3 separate regions of the Zea mays genome follow, and all the other regions are linked to region 2. A link is a contact called in public Hi-C data. All regions are on one chromosome and are shown on one strand. Each heading gives the region's core, a stretch centred on a gene start, on an enhancer-like site or on the middle of the called end of the contact. The rest is flanking DNA. Distances are from core to core; before and after follow the strand shown. Region 1 holds the start of LOC100279098. Region 2 holds the start of LOC111589728. Region 3 holds the start of LOC103633364 (probable amino-acid acetyltransferase NAGS1, chloroplastic).

Region 1 (4,051 bases), core at 1,037-3,536, 180 kb before region 2:
AGTGAGGCCAAAAATCATTCTCCTGCGCTATTTCTTTACTTGCCTGACACTGTACAAGTCTGATATCCAATTATTTGATGCAACGTGCGTGTTATTGGTTTGTACTGGCCGTCCGGGCACAGGTCCAATCAGGCGATGGAACTGGCTCATTACCAGTAGTCTTTGCTTGACTGGACTTTTGCTTTTGGTACGGCTGCCAGGACCGAGCTGTACTTTACCGTAATATTATAGAAGCAATTGCTAGCTTAAAGCAATACAGCTGCCGGAATAAGCTTGCTTTGGGACATTTCAAAGTAGTGTATCTATCATGAACTGGAGGAATGGTTTCACCTTTCCATTGCTATGCTTCATTATAAGGTGATAACCTGCATTACTGTCCAGCCAATTGCATCATTTGGTGTCTGTCATATGTGAGATATGGCTCAAACGTGCCATGTTTTGTGCTAATAGAATAGTTGTGTTTGCGTTTGAATTAATATTTTTTCCTTCTGATTGCTAATCGGTGTTGCTGAAAATACATCGGCTTGGGTGTGATAACCGGACTGTTTTTCAACCATGCAGCCTAAGGCCTACGCTGAGAACTTCAAGTGGAGAGGCCCTCCAAAAGCGGAGCAAGCATGAGCTCGAGACATCTGTGATGCTGACATTGGCACGATGTCGTTTTCCTCCTGGCTCGATTTTATTTTGCTTTCAACCGTGCCCATTGTTAAAGTACGAACTAGAGAATGCATCTATCAAACTTGTAATAAGCATGATGTGCAATCAAACAAAATGGTGTACTTGTACTTCCAAAACGTTAATTCGTGGATGACATTGCTTTTGCAACCTTGTGTGCTTTCTTGGCTGGTATCTGAAAAGATACATCATGCCATTTCTGAGTTGAATGATGACGCCTACTTGCTTTTGGCCCTATCACACATTCACAAATGAGCTGCCAGTCGCTACGCACGACCACTCTTGCATGTCCGTGTGTTCATGGGCAACCCACGCAGTTATGAAATGAGAGTCGGGTAGGTCAGTTTCCTGAAAGGGCAGGTTATACTTCCTTTGCATTCTCCAGTCAACATCTTATATTTACTCAGGATTTCAGAACTGGGTCTACATCCTATTGGACTTCGCGAAAGAGGAAGCTGCTCAGTTTTAACATGCAGCTAGCGGCTTAGTCTATGCACTTGGTTTCATTGGATGCAGCTCAAGCTTCCCTAACTCTCACTAATCTCCTCGGAGCTGTGTCCAACGGATGCGTCGGCGTCGGCGGCGGCGGTGCGGAACCTCCAGGCGAAGAGGTAATCCCTGGACTCGCACTGCAGCCGGCTGACGTCGCAGGGTGCAGCGATGGAGGTGACCTTCCCGTCGTCCTCCCACTCGATCTTTGCCGTGCATGTGAACGCCCCGTACGAGTCCGGCAGAGAGGACCGGTCCGCTACCACCAGCGCCACCTCCCCGCTGATCCTCCTCGACGTGGCAGCCACGGCGTCGAGCCACGGGCACTCGGGCTGCCCCACCATCTCCTTGTACGCGTCGTTCACGAGCCGGACGCGGTTGCCTGAGTCGGAGACCACCGCCGGGAGCGCGTCGACCTCCAGCTCCGCCTCCACCTGAACCGCCGTCTTCGAGACGGCGGCGTCGGTGCAGGCCGCGTCGTCGGTGCGGTGGATGCACCCGACGTGGATGGCAGACCACACCGGGCGCACCGCCCGCGGCGATATGACCCTGGGCTCCAGCAGCTTCCGCAGCAGGTCGCGCTCCACGGGGACGTCCCTCCCCTCCTCTGTCGCCGCCGCCGCCGCCGCCTTCGCGATGTCTTCGACACCCGCACTCGCCGGTGGGAGACGCGCACTGCCTGGGACGACCGCGGACACATGCGCCCCCGTGGTCGCCGCCGCGCACCGGAGAGGCGGGTACGGCGTAGAGGCTCTCCTCCGCTTCGCGGGCGGCTGCGCGCCCGACTTGGGCGACACCGGCACGACGGTGGGGCGGCCGCGCTTGCGCGCGCGGCACGGCCTGCTCTGCAGATGGCACAGCACGCGGTTCGCGGCCACGACGCCCTCGGCCGCGGCCTGCGCCACGGGCGCCGCGGCGGCGGCGGCGGCTGCTGCCAGTGTGGGCTTGGGCGCGATGGGCCGGAACCGCGCCAGGATCTCGTTGGCCTTGACGGCCGTGTCCGCCGGCTGCACCATGGCCATGGCGAGGCGCGGTGCCGGACTCACGAGCTGAGGCTCGGGGGCCAGGTCAGTGGGCTCGATCACTCTGGGGGCGGAGACGACGACGGAGCACGGCGTTGGGGCCCGGACAGGAGGCTGGCGCGGCTTAAGAAGGGCGGGTCAGCCAATCGGACGCGCGCAGAGGGAGGGGCACGTGGGAGAACGGGGCGGGGTACGTGGGCGACCGGCGGGGACGCTGCCGACACGTAGGCGGAGGCGAGTCGCGGGGCGCGTGCTTTGGAGAGGAAGGGCGGGTTGGGTGGATTCCAGTGGGAGGCTGGGACGAGGGCGAGGGGCAGGGGCTGCATGCGGGTCGCTTGCCCGCTTCGGCTTGCTTGCCATGCCTCGGCCCTCGGGCGCCTCGTCCCCCGTGGCGCGTTCCGCCGACTCCGGCTGGGCCGCGCGCGGGCACTGGCTGGCTCGCTGCCGTGCGGGGGCCATTCATGGGGCGTGGCGAGTGGGCGTTGCTAGGTTTCATTGGCCAATATTGCGGCGCGCATTGCCCACCAACCAGCGGCGTATACACTCCTTAGCTCCTATACCCAGAAGTGTGCACTTCACTCTCTCTTGTGTTTTCGACAATTTCCACCAGATCTTTGCTCTCCACCTAATGACGTTAATGTATCTGCACGTGCTGTCGTATAAGCTAGACTTTACATTCACGCATACAAAAGCTTGAGAGAAATCTGTTGGATATATATATAGCTACAAGAAGCAATGACAAATGCCGAAATGCGTCATCCCTTCAATGAATTTAACGCTGGTGACGAACAGTCCTTGAGCTGTTGAGCACGTGGCGTGAGATCGCCAGACTTGGACGGGACGACACGAGACGCGCTCGCATTGCATACGTCGTCCAATGCATGCGTCTTCCGTTTTGTCATCTATAGCCAAGCTCGAATTTTATCTGTGTTTCTCAGGAATTAATCTAGCTATCCTAGCTTTTCAGTTGAAATCTACAGATATATATAACCAGTACTGTACGTCTGTACCATGACAAAGTATTATTATCGGCGTAGAAAAACCGGTCACAGTTTGCTAGCTAGCCACGCCCCTTCTAGATCGCCTGGATGGATGACAGGATGATGTAGTATCATCATCGATCCATCCAGGCGGCCGACCTGCTGTGTGTATGCATGGTACTAGTACTATGCTAGTAGTATCACATTGACGGACACGGGACACGTAAGGCCGGATACGTACACACTCCTCGTACACGAGCCAACACACGTGGGACATGCATGCATGCAACGCAAAAGCCCAAGCGCCATGTCCGACTGGAACCCAACCACGGGCCTAGCTAGCCTTGGTAGCCAGCCGCACGAGACCAACCGGGCCGGGGCCTTGGTAGCCTAGCTTAGCTCTAGCGTCTAGCCTGCCTTTTGGACGCCACTGGCGCGATCTCTTTAATCGTTTTCTGCTGCATGCGCGGCATGTGCTGCGCGCCGTGGCGACCGGACAGGAAGGGCGCGCGACGAGTGGCCGCGCTGCCATTGGCGGGCGCAGGTGCGCGCGGCAGCGCGTGGTCGACGCATGCCGCGCGCGCGCTCCCTGTCCTGGCGAGTGGGGTCGGCCGGCTGGCCCGAGCGGGGTTTCTCAGAGGACTCGGCGCGCGTCGCGAGGGCTGCCTGCGACGACGCCAGAGGCCACACGCCTGCGCTGGAGCTAGCAATAGCATGATCCGGTGCTTCTGCCGCCTGTGCGCGCTGCGCTACAGCCTACAGCTGTTGGCGAGGGAGCCATGCTACAGTTAATGCGAGCCTTGCTTGGCTGTTGCCTGTTGCAGTTCGTTCATGCTTCATGGGCACCGGCGACTTGTAGACGATGGTTCCGCAACAGGGATTTCA
Region 2 (4,302 bases), core at 1,461-3,960:
CAATTCTTTTGATCCATGGATTGTAATAAAACGTGTGAAATATCTTAATGGATTTGTTCCATACCTAATAAGTTATGGATAGAATCTATGACTTTATAGTTTAAAAAATTAGCAAACCTTTGGGTTAACTCATGATGGATTTAACTGAATAAATTTTTTTGAATAGATTTAGATTATTTTGGAATATGGATTGTAACATGGATTTAATTCTAATCTATACTAATTCAAAGTTGGATTGGCGTAAACGAACAAGATCTTACATGTCAATAATATTTTTTGTTAAGGGCTAGTTTGGAACCTCATTTTCTCGAAGGATTTTCATTTTACTAAAGAAAATTAGTTCAATTTCTTTTAGAAAAACAGAAATTTCTTGAAAAAGTAGAGTCCATAAACTAGCCCTAAAAGAGGGAAACCAGACGATTTTTCATAAGTACTGACCGATACATTGAAACGAGCAACTAATACATTGAAACGAGCAATTAATTCCCTATCTGGCAAATCTAGAGCAAGAGCATGAGAAGGTGTTATTCCTCTGCGCTAGTAAGATTCAGCTGAGGCGACTGCAAATGCCGTCTCTTTGCTTCGTTACTCGGCGGCTGGAGCGCTGTGCTTCCAGTGCTCAAGCGGACAGGAGATCAGAAGAACGCCCGGCTGCCATAGAACACCTTGGGAGATGGCTTATCCTGCTTCCCGGCGGCGGCTGGCTTCTTCACCGCGATCGAGTCGGCACCAGTGGATTCTGCGTCGGTTGTGGCTGCTGCAGGACTACTCCTCCCGCTGCTACCATTGTCTATGTCCAAGTCCAAGGCAGGGAGCTTCATTTTAGCCAGGGAATCCGTGAATTGCTGCATGCTCTTCATGTACATGTCCATGATCTGGTTCCCGTCCACCTTCACCTCCTGCTCGATGTTGACGCTGATCACCGGCTTGTCCACGGCGGCCTCCGACGCGGCGCCGGGTGAGTTCGCCGCCGGGACCTCCTGGACGGTGCGGGACGAGGCGACCTCCGCGTCGGTGGTCTCCAACGCCGGCTTCTCCTTGCGGTCAGCCGACGAGTGGGCGTTCCCAGACGGCTCCGAGCTGAAGTTGGACTGAGGGGTGGCCGGGAACGCCGCGGCAGCGGGGGACTCCGTGGTGGACACGCTGCTGACCGGCGTGTCGCTCCGGAAGGTGCTCACCGAGTCGGCGGTGCTGTTGTCCGTCGAGAAGCTCTCCACGAGGCGCACGCCGGCGTCGTGGCCCAGGGTCGTGGCGCCGTCCCCGTGCTCCGAGGTGAGGAGGCTGTCGGAGCTCTGCGTTTCCACGGCCGCGCACGGCAGCCTGGTGTACTCGGAGACCATGATCTGGTTCTCCTCCACGAGATTGAGGTCAGGGAACTCGATCTTCTCGTACTCCTTCCCGTTCCCGGCGGCGTTGTTCTCCGGCTCCTCCGGGTCGGCCAGCGCCGGCTTGGGCGTCGGCGAGATGGGCACGACCTCCGGCACGACCCCGATGTAGGAGAGCTCGAGCTGCAGGAACCCCGAGGGGGTCTGGAAGAGGTCGCTGGTGGTGAGCGGAAAGTCGCGGGCGAGCGTGCCGCCGTCGGCGGCGACGACCTCCGGGAGCGGCACGAGCGCGAACCCCAGCAGCTGGTCCTGCAGGTAGTTCTTGACGCGGCTGAGCATCCAGACCTCGCACCGGATCGCGGCGTCGACGTCCCCCGCGCGCACGCCGAGGCGCAGCGACTGGTCGAACACCGGGTTGCGGCCCCCGCCGTTGACCACCTGCGTGGACGCCGCCGGCGCGCCGTCCCCGGGCAGCGAGAGCCGCGCGTACACGTCCTGCTTGTGGTAGATGCAGATGTTCTGGATGTCCCGCGCGCTCCGCACGAGCACGTCGACGTACCCGATCAGCTCCGCGCCCTTGGTCCCGTTCGCGGCCGCCGCCTGCGCAGAGACCGCTACTCCCTTCTGCTGCGGCTGCTCCATGACAAGAACACACCTTTGCTTTTCAACTCTGCGTCCACAGCAAAGGGGAAGCAAAGCAACAAATCAGACGAAACCACGCAAAAGTTCTTCTACGGAATTCAGCGACGGTGTGATGAGGGGGTAGCTCGAAATCCGAGAAGTAGGTGAAGTGAAACTGTCGTCAGATCCTCACTACAGTGCGCCGGAACTGCACACTACCTCCACAAGCTTCTTGAATAGACTGTGGATGGGGGGCGAGTCCTCCTACTCCTTTCCTACTCGATTCAACGCAACAGCGCAACTGCTGAAATACCTCGAGAACCCTCCGGGCAAATCGCTGCTATTGTCACCACTAAAGAAACGAGTTCACGATGCGTAGGGGAAGCGCGAGAGCGAGCTCAAATCCCAGGAAGAAAAGGCGAGATCTGAGAGCAGGGGAAGGGAATTGAAGCAGATTCGTGATGCCCGCTTACCCTGTCCGAAGTGCCGGTGCTGCTCTCGAGAGAGAGTGACGACGAGGGAAGCAGGGCCACTGGAATCAAGCGGGAGGAGGGGGAGCGAGCGGCAGGGTGGGGGCTCGAGATATAACACGAACTCCAAAAGGAAAAGGATTAGGGCGGCAGTACTAGTAGTAGTAGATTTTTTTTCCCTTCTACTAGCTGGCTTTGCCTTTTTCTACCCTTTACCTAACTAAGCTTGCTTTTATTGCCTTGTTTGGCCGAGCCGTGCGACGCGCGTTAGCGTAGTAGAGCCGTGCATGTGCCTCGCCGACGCCGTTGGTAGTAGAGGCGTACAGTATTCAAAGGCGCTACTGCCCCGTTCCATCCTATCCTGACCGCATACGTAGCAATCAGCCTACTGTTAAGAACGCACGTAAACAAGATGGTTTAAAGAAACACCAGCTGGATAAGAAAGGTCGTGAAAGGGGGGTCACACACATGCACAGCACAGGGCACTTTTGCGCGGGTTTTCACCGTGGTGTGAGAGAGACACACTCCCCAAAAGTCAAGGTTGTTTCGCAGTGGCCGCGGCTGCGCCCGGCTTGGCGCCTTGTGGCGGCAGCGCGCGTGAACTGGGCGGCCAATGGCGCGGCGCCACCTCCGCTGGAGGGCGCGAGGGAAGGACCCTTTTGGTGGGCATGGGCACGCCGCGTTGTTTAATCGGGTATCGCCGCCGTATCGGGGGGCCGCGGGCAAGTGGGGGTGGGTGGGCGGGCGCGTGCCGTGGCCCGCCGGCGTCGCTGTCCGTCCGCCAGGCGCCAGCGTTAGCCCGCGGGGTCCGGCAGGAGGGGGCCCCGGCCAGGCCACGCCCGCCCGCCCGCGCTCGCACGCTCGCGTCAGGTTTTTCAAAGCGGATATCATCTCGCCGGGCCCTTTTCCGCGTCCGTCCGCCATCATCGCGAGCGGCCGGGGCGGCTTCGCCAGGCAGGTCGGCGTGCGTGCGCGCGCTGCGGCGCCGGAGCCTGCAGTGCAGCCAGAGGTGGCGAGCGGAAAGAGAGGAGTACGCTGATCCATTCTATCTCATGAGTAGGCCGGGAACTGAGTCTGACCCATGTGCGTCGAGATGGATGGATTCCGGGGCGTGGTGGCAAGCTTTTTCAGACCGTTTCTCCCCTTGCCTTGCGAATTGAATGGTCCCGCGACGCGACCCTCTGCCATGTGCCGGTTGCAATTTGCAAAGCATGTCCATGGACATGGACTCATGCGCCATGGTCCCTGTCGAGAGCATGTTAAGCCGAACCCATCATTCGTTGCAGTAGCACACGATCGATATCGTCAAAATCTGGCGAGCGGTCCAATTCCCACGACGCAGGTAAGTAGTCAGTGCATTTGCTCGACAGAAAGAAAGAAAAAAGTCAGTGTGCAAGCAAGAAAAAAAAACTGTCTTTTGGAGCTAGCTGTAGCTCATGCGATCGATTCCCCATCATGATGCTGTGGTCGCACATGCGTGCGGATGTAATGGATTGACCAGGCGAAAGTGAGCGAGGGGCCGAGGCCACATCAACGTGTACTTGATTGCAAGTATCTTGCTTGTGGATCCAGCAGTTGCTATAGTTCTGACCACAGGGGAAGGGAAAGACAGAGACAGATTCCCCTCAGCAATGACCTTTCCTCGGTGCAGTTTAATCCTCCATGTGCCTTCAGACAGATTCCTCTCAGCAATGTTTGCTGAACCCAAGCAGCCAAAAAGCCCAATCAAGTTTATTTGTCATGTCACATAAGTAGCCACCACTTGCCACAATAGTATTATGGATTAGCACTAACTGCCGTGTCATCTCTCTCCCTCTCTCTCTGTATAATATATATAGACCAGGCTTATTTATACGGGAAAGCCTATCAGAGTTTGCATCGAAGGT
Region 3 (4,062 bases), core at 889-3,388, 160 kb before region 2:
TGTAACCCCCTACTGCAAGCGCACCCGACCTGGGCGCGGGACGAACACGAAGGCCGCGGGATTCCCACCTCTCTCACGCCGGCCTCCGGCCGCCTCGCTTTCTCCCCCTTCGCGCTCGCCCTCGCGCTCGACCCATCTGGGCTGGGGCACGCGGCGACACTCACTCGTCGGCCCAAGGGACCCCCCGGTCTCGGAACGCCGACACTAGTAAACATTATACATGAAGATAACTGTTGGGCTGCATCAGGAGACCAAGAGGCCCAGGAAGAAGAGTGTGAAGGTATTTGGGATCAATTGAGTGAATTAGGGTGGTATGTTTTCCTTATATAAATATATCACATATGTGTGCGGATGGGTATCGATGTAATAACCGAACCTCATACTTGTCCTCTGAGTTGAACTCTACCTCCTACCATTCCTTGTGTTGTTCGTCTCAATTCCTCTTGCTGTATTCCGAGTTCCAACTCCTCAGCCAATAGCTAACAATAACCTCAAGTCCGCACATGAAAATGATAAATATAAGTATTGATTACGTTGAATCTTGGATACTTAGATCGATTTCACGTGTAACTCACAAAGTGAAATATAAGAAACACGACCATCTTGTGAATTTTATATTACAAACATTATTTAAAATTATATATGGACATATGTCGTGCCTCCGTAAAATTTCATAATTAAATATCGTCACTGTATGAATAACTCTTATTGTGAAAAGAGTTATTTACTCTATAATGGATAGGTAGAGCCAAAGAATGTGAACTATACAAGTTCACAATACCTTTTGATGAAAGAAAGGGTTCCGGTGCATAGAGAGGGCCTCGCCATTTAAAAGGGAACCATAAAATCGATGGAACCCAATGTTTTTTAGTATCGTTAGAATTTGTTATTTCTATGCGAAATAACTAAATTGAATAAAAAATCGTGGTTGGAAGGGCTCTGGGGCTTGCTTAAGAATAAGAAAGAGGAATCTTATGGAACTAATATGGAATAAGGTTTGATTCTATTCATGGGGATTCCGTAAATACCCCATTCCAAAAATCGAAACAATCGAGACTTTTCGGAGATTGGCTACCGTTACTAATTCATGATATGACATGTACAGAATGAAAACTTCATTCTCGATTATACTATTTTTAGGCTATTTATGTATTATTAATTTACTTTTTAGAAAATCATCAAAATACAATTAAATTCAAAAAAAATATTATAGTTTTGACCAAAATTGCGACAGAGATTTGGATATAAATGAAAATCGGGCGGATATGAACGATTATTAGGTCATCCTGTATCATACCCTATTATATTTCAATTGTATTCAAGATCGGATTTGGGTAGTTAGAAACGAGACGGATATAAATACAAGGACCAGATATTTAATCGGGTGAATAAGTGACGAATACAGATATTGTGTGGTCGGATATTGGATAATGCATGTATTACTTATCGTTCGCTATTGTCTAGAACATAGATAGACATAACAATATAACAATAATTTATGGTCATACAATAGTTCAATACAATATTTTAAACATAATGGCAAGATTCGAATCACAATAGTCTAATATAATAAAATATAGTTTTAAAATAGCATATGTGGATTTTATAGTCTAACCATTTTTAGGATTATACGCGTACATATGTCGCGTCTCCGTAATTTTTTATGATTTTTGTGGCTATTTGTGTATTATTAATTTCTTTCTATAAAAATCATTGAAACACAAATAAATTGGTACAATATTCTAATTTCAACCAAAGATTGCAAATAAGTTACCAATACTAGTAAACATTCTATATCAAGATAACCTCAAGTTCGCACATGAAAATAATAAATAGAAGTATTGATTACGTTAAAACTTGGATACTTAGATCAATTTCACGTCTAACTCACAAAGTGAAATAGAAGAAACACAACCATCTATTGAATTTTATCTTACAAACTTTAGTTAAAATTGTATATGGACATATGTTTTAACTTTAGTTAAAATTGTATATGGACATATGTTTTCCATCCGTAAAATTTCATTATTTTTAAGACTATTTTTGTATTATTAATTTCTTTTTTAGAAAATTATTAAAATACAATTAAATTCAAAAAATATTCCAGTTTTGACCAAAATTGCAAGTGGAGCCCCTTACGAAACCTGTGTGTGAATGTGTGATGAGGGCAAAAAGCAAGTAACCCATCTATCTAGGGTTGGAAGCTTGTACATGGCCACCTCGGTGGTTGTGGCACGCCTCGCGGGCGAGGCCTCGCAGCCCAAGGTCCTACCTTCTGCGAATGGAGTCTCATCCGAGAGCTATTGGCGGGTAGCTGCTACGCGCCGTTGGCAGGGCCGCGGTGTCCGGTGCTGCGCGGCCGGTTTCCGCGGTGGGGGCGCCGACGCCGACGCCGTGATCGCCAGCGAGGACTTTGTGGGGTTCTTTCGGGAGGCGTGGCCGTACATCCGGGGCCACCGTGGGAGCACCTTCGTGGTGGTCATCTCCAGCGAGGTCGTGTGCGGGCCGCACTTCTACCGCGTTCTGCAGGTATTGTAATGGTTGCTTGTGATGTTATATTTTGGATCTTCAAAGGATAGTACATTTGACGTCCTGCTATGTAATTTTAGGTTAAGCGTTGAATTTGATTTAGCTGCTTCGTACTAATTGGCCAGCTTAGCTTTTGTTTTTCTAAACAAAAATGGTCCGACCGAAATAATTGAATCATTTGCATCAAAAAATTATGTTGGTAGATTATAATCCATTTCGTTCAGTGGTGTAGACCACAACTGTTGACTTCAATGGTTGGGATGAGACTTGAGCATCACGATCGACTTGACAATTTGAGGATCCTGAGTTCCTGACTGGGATGACAATTGTAGGTTGAGTCTATTGCTGTGTCTTGTTTGGAAGCAAAACTCTATTGTAGACCATATATATTAAGTAACAACAGCATTACTAAGGAATAAGGGGGTAGGCAACATCAGTTTTCTAGTAGGTATTAGTTTTGTGTTAATCTTATTCTAAGGATGAGCTTATAGTGTTTTGCCACATATTTATATTCTTTTGTTGTCATGAGGAATTTATGTTGTCATGGATTCCTCATTCCTAACCACACTTTCTTTTAAAAATACGCAGGACATATCACTTCTCCATGGTCTGGGGATTAAATTTGTTCTTGTTCCAGGAACACATATTCAAATTGATAAGCTGTTGTCAGAAAGAGGTCAGTTCTGTGCAACACCCTCATGGGGCAGCTTCACAATTCATCCTTAAGCAAGCACTCTGTTTGCACATGCTTGTGCTCATAAAAATCTACCAGATTTTAAAACAAACCAGTATATAGGATGGCTACTAATCATATAAAACCTATTATAAGAAAGTTAGAGAATCATTTAGCTGCTGTGGCATATAGTTGTCTTAGACATTTGGCCCTCAGAGCTCCAGGAAGTATATTTAATATGCTTGCAGACTATCATGGCTATAGTTTGAATTTTTGGTGAAGTACATTAGCCAAAATCTGAAGCTTTGTTAGGCCTCCAGTTGCTTTTGGTTACACGCAGAGTTATTTTTTACACTGTTCTGTTTTTTTTGTTTTTTTTGCTTTGCTAACATCTGTTGGTTTGATGATTCTTAATGCATCTCTATATCTCTTACTTTCCTGTAAAGCATGTGTTTAGCTTATTAAATTTTGTGTAGGGAAGAAGGCCAAGTATGTTGGTCAGTACAGAATTACTGATGAAGATGCAAGAAAGGCTGCAATGGATGCAGCTGGTAGAATACGATTGACAATAGAAGCTAAACTTTCTCCTGGTCCTCCAATGTTAAATCTTCGTAGGCATGGTGTTATTGGACGCTGGCATGGTCTTGTGGATAGCATTGCAAGTGGCAATTTCCTTGGTGCTAAGGTGAGTATTGATAAGTACATGAGCTTTTGAATATCTGGCTTCCATGTAGTTACTATATCGTTTTTTATAGCATATTTTTGTGAATTTCAATGTTTGCAGATGTCTCTTCAGAAGAAAGATAACCTTACTTCTCTTTCCTTCCTTTTCATTACATCGTAATAAATCATACAATAGT

The links. Hi-C and Micro-C count contacts between places; a contact is called where the count stands out from the background.
Region 1: a contact with region 2 is called in a Hi-C map of ear, with 1.7 times the contacts expected there. The contact joins the promoter of LOC100279098 here to the promoter of LOC111589728 in region 2. A contact is called at or near these places in 2 of 25 Hi-C or Micro-C datasets (ear and tassel).
Region 3: a Hi-C map of leaf shows a contact between it and region 2, with 3 times the contacts expected there. The contact joins the promoter of LOC103633364 here to the promoter of LOC111589728 in region 2. A contact is called at or near these places in 7 of 25 Hi-C or Micro-C datasets (bundle sheath, ear, endosperm and 2 more).

Annotation. Positions count from the first base shown.
Region 1 is chr7:170,701,674-170,705,724 of Zm-B73-REFERENCE-NAM-5.0, reverse strand. It overlaps LOC100279098, which reads right to left and starts at 2,286. Exons shown (of 1, transcript NM_001152143.1): 1 at 1,020-2,286. The coding sequence starts at 2,186. The coding sequence ends at 1,203. LOC100281028 (NADH-ubiquinone oxidoreductase 18 kDa subunit) reads left to right here. Exons shown (of 5, transcript NM_001153947.2): 5 at 562-825. The coding sequence ends at 621.
Region 2 is chr7:170,521,590-170,525,891 of Zm-B73-REFERENCE-NAM-5.0, reverse strand. It overlaps LOC111589728, which reads right to left and starts at 2,710. Exons shown (of 2, transcript XM_023300585.2): 1 at 2,420-2,710; 2 at 385-1,995. The coding sequence starts at 1,967. The coding sequence ends at 636.
Region 3 is chr7:170,681,151-170,685,212 of Zm-B73-REFERENCE-NAM-5.0, reverse strand. It overlaps LOC103633364 (probable amino-acid acetyltransferase NAGS1, chloroplastic), which reads left to right and starts at 2,138. Exons shown (of 10, transcript XM_008655067.3): 1 at 2,138-2,529; 2 at 3,118-3,205; 3 at 3,679-3,887. The coding sequence starts at 2,155.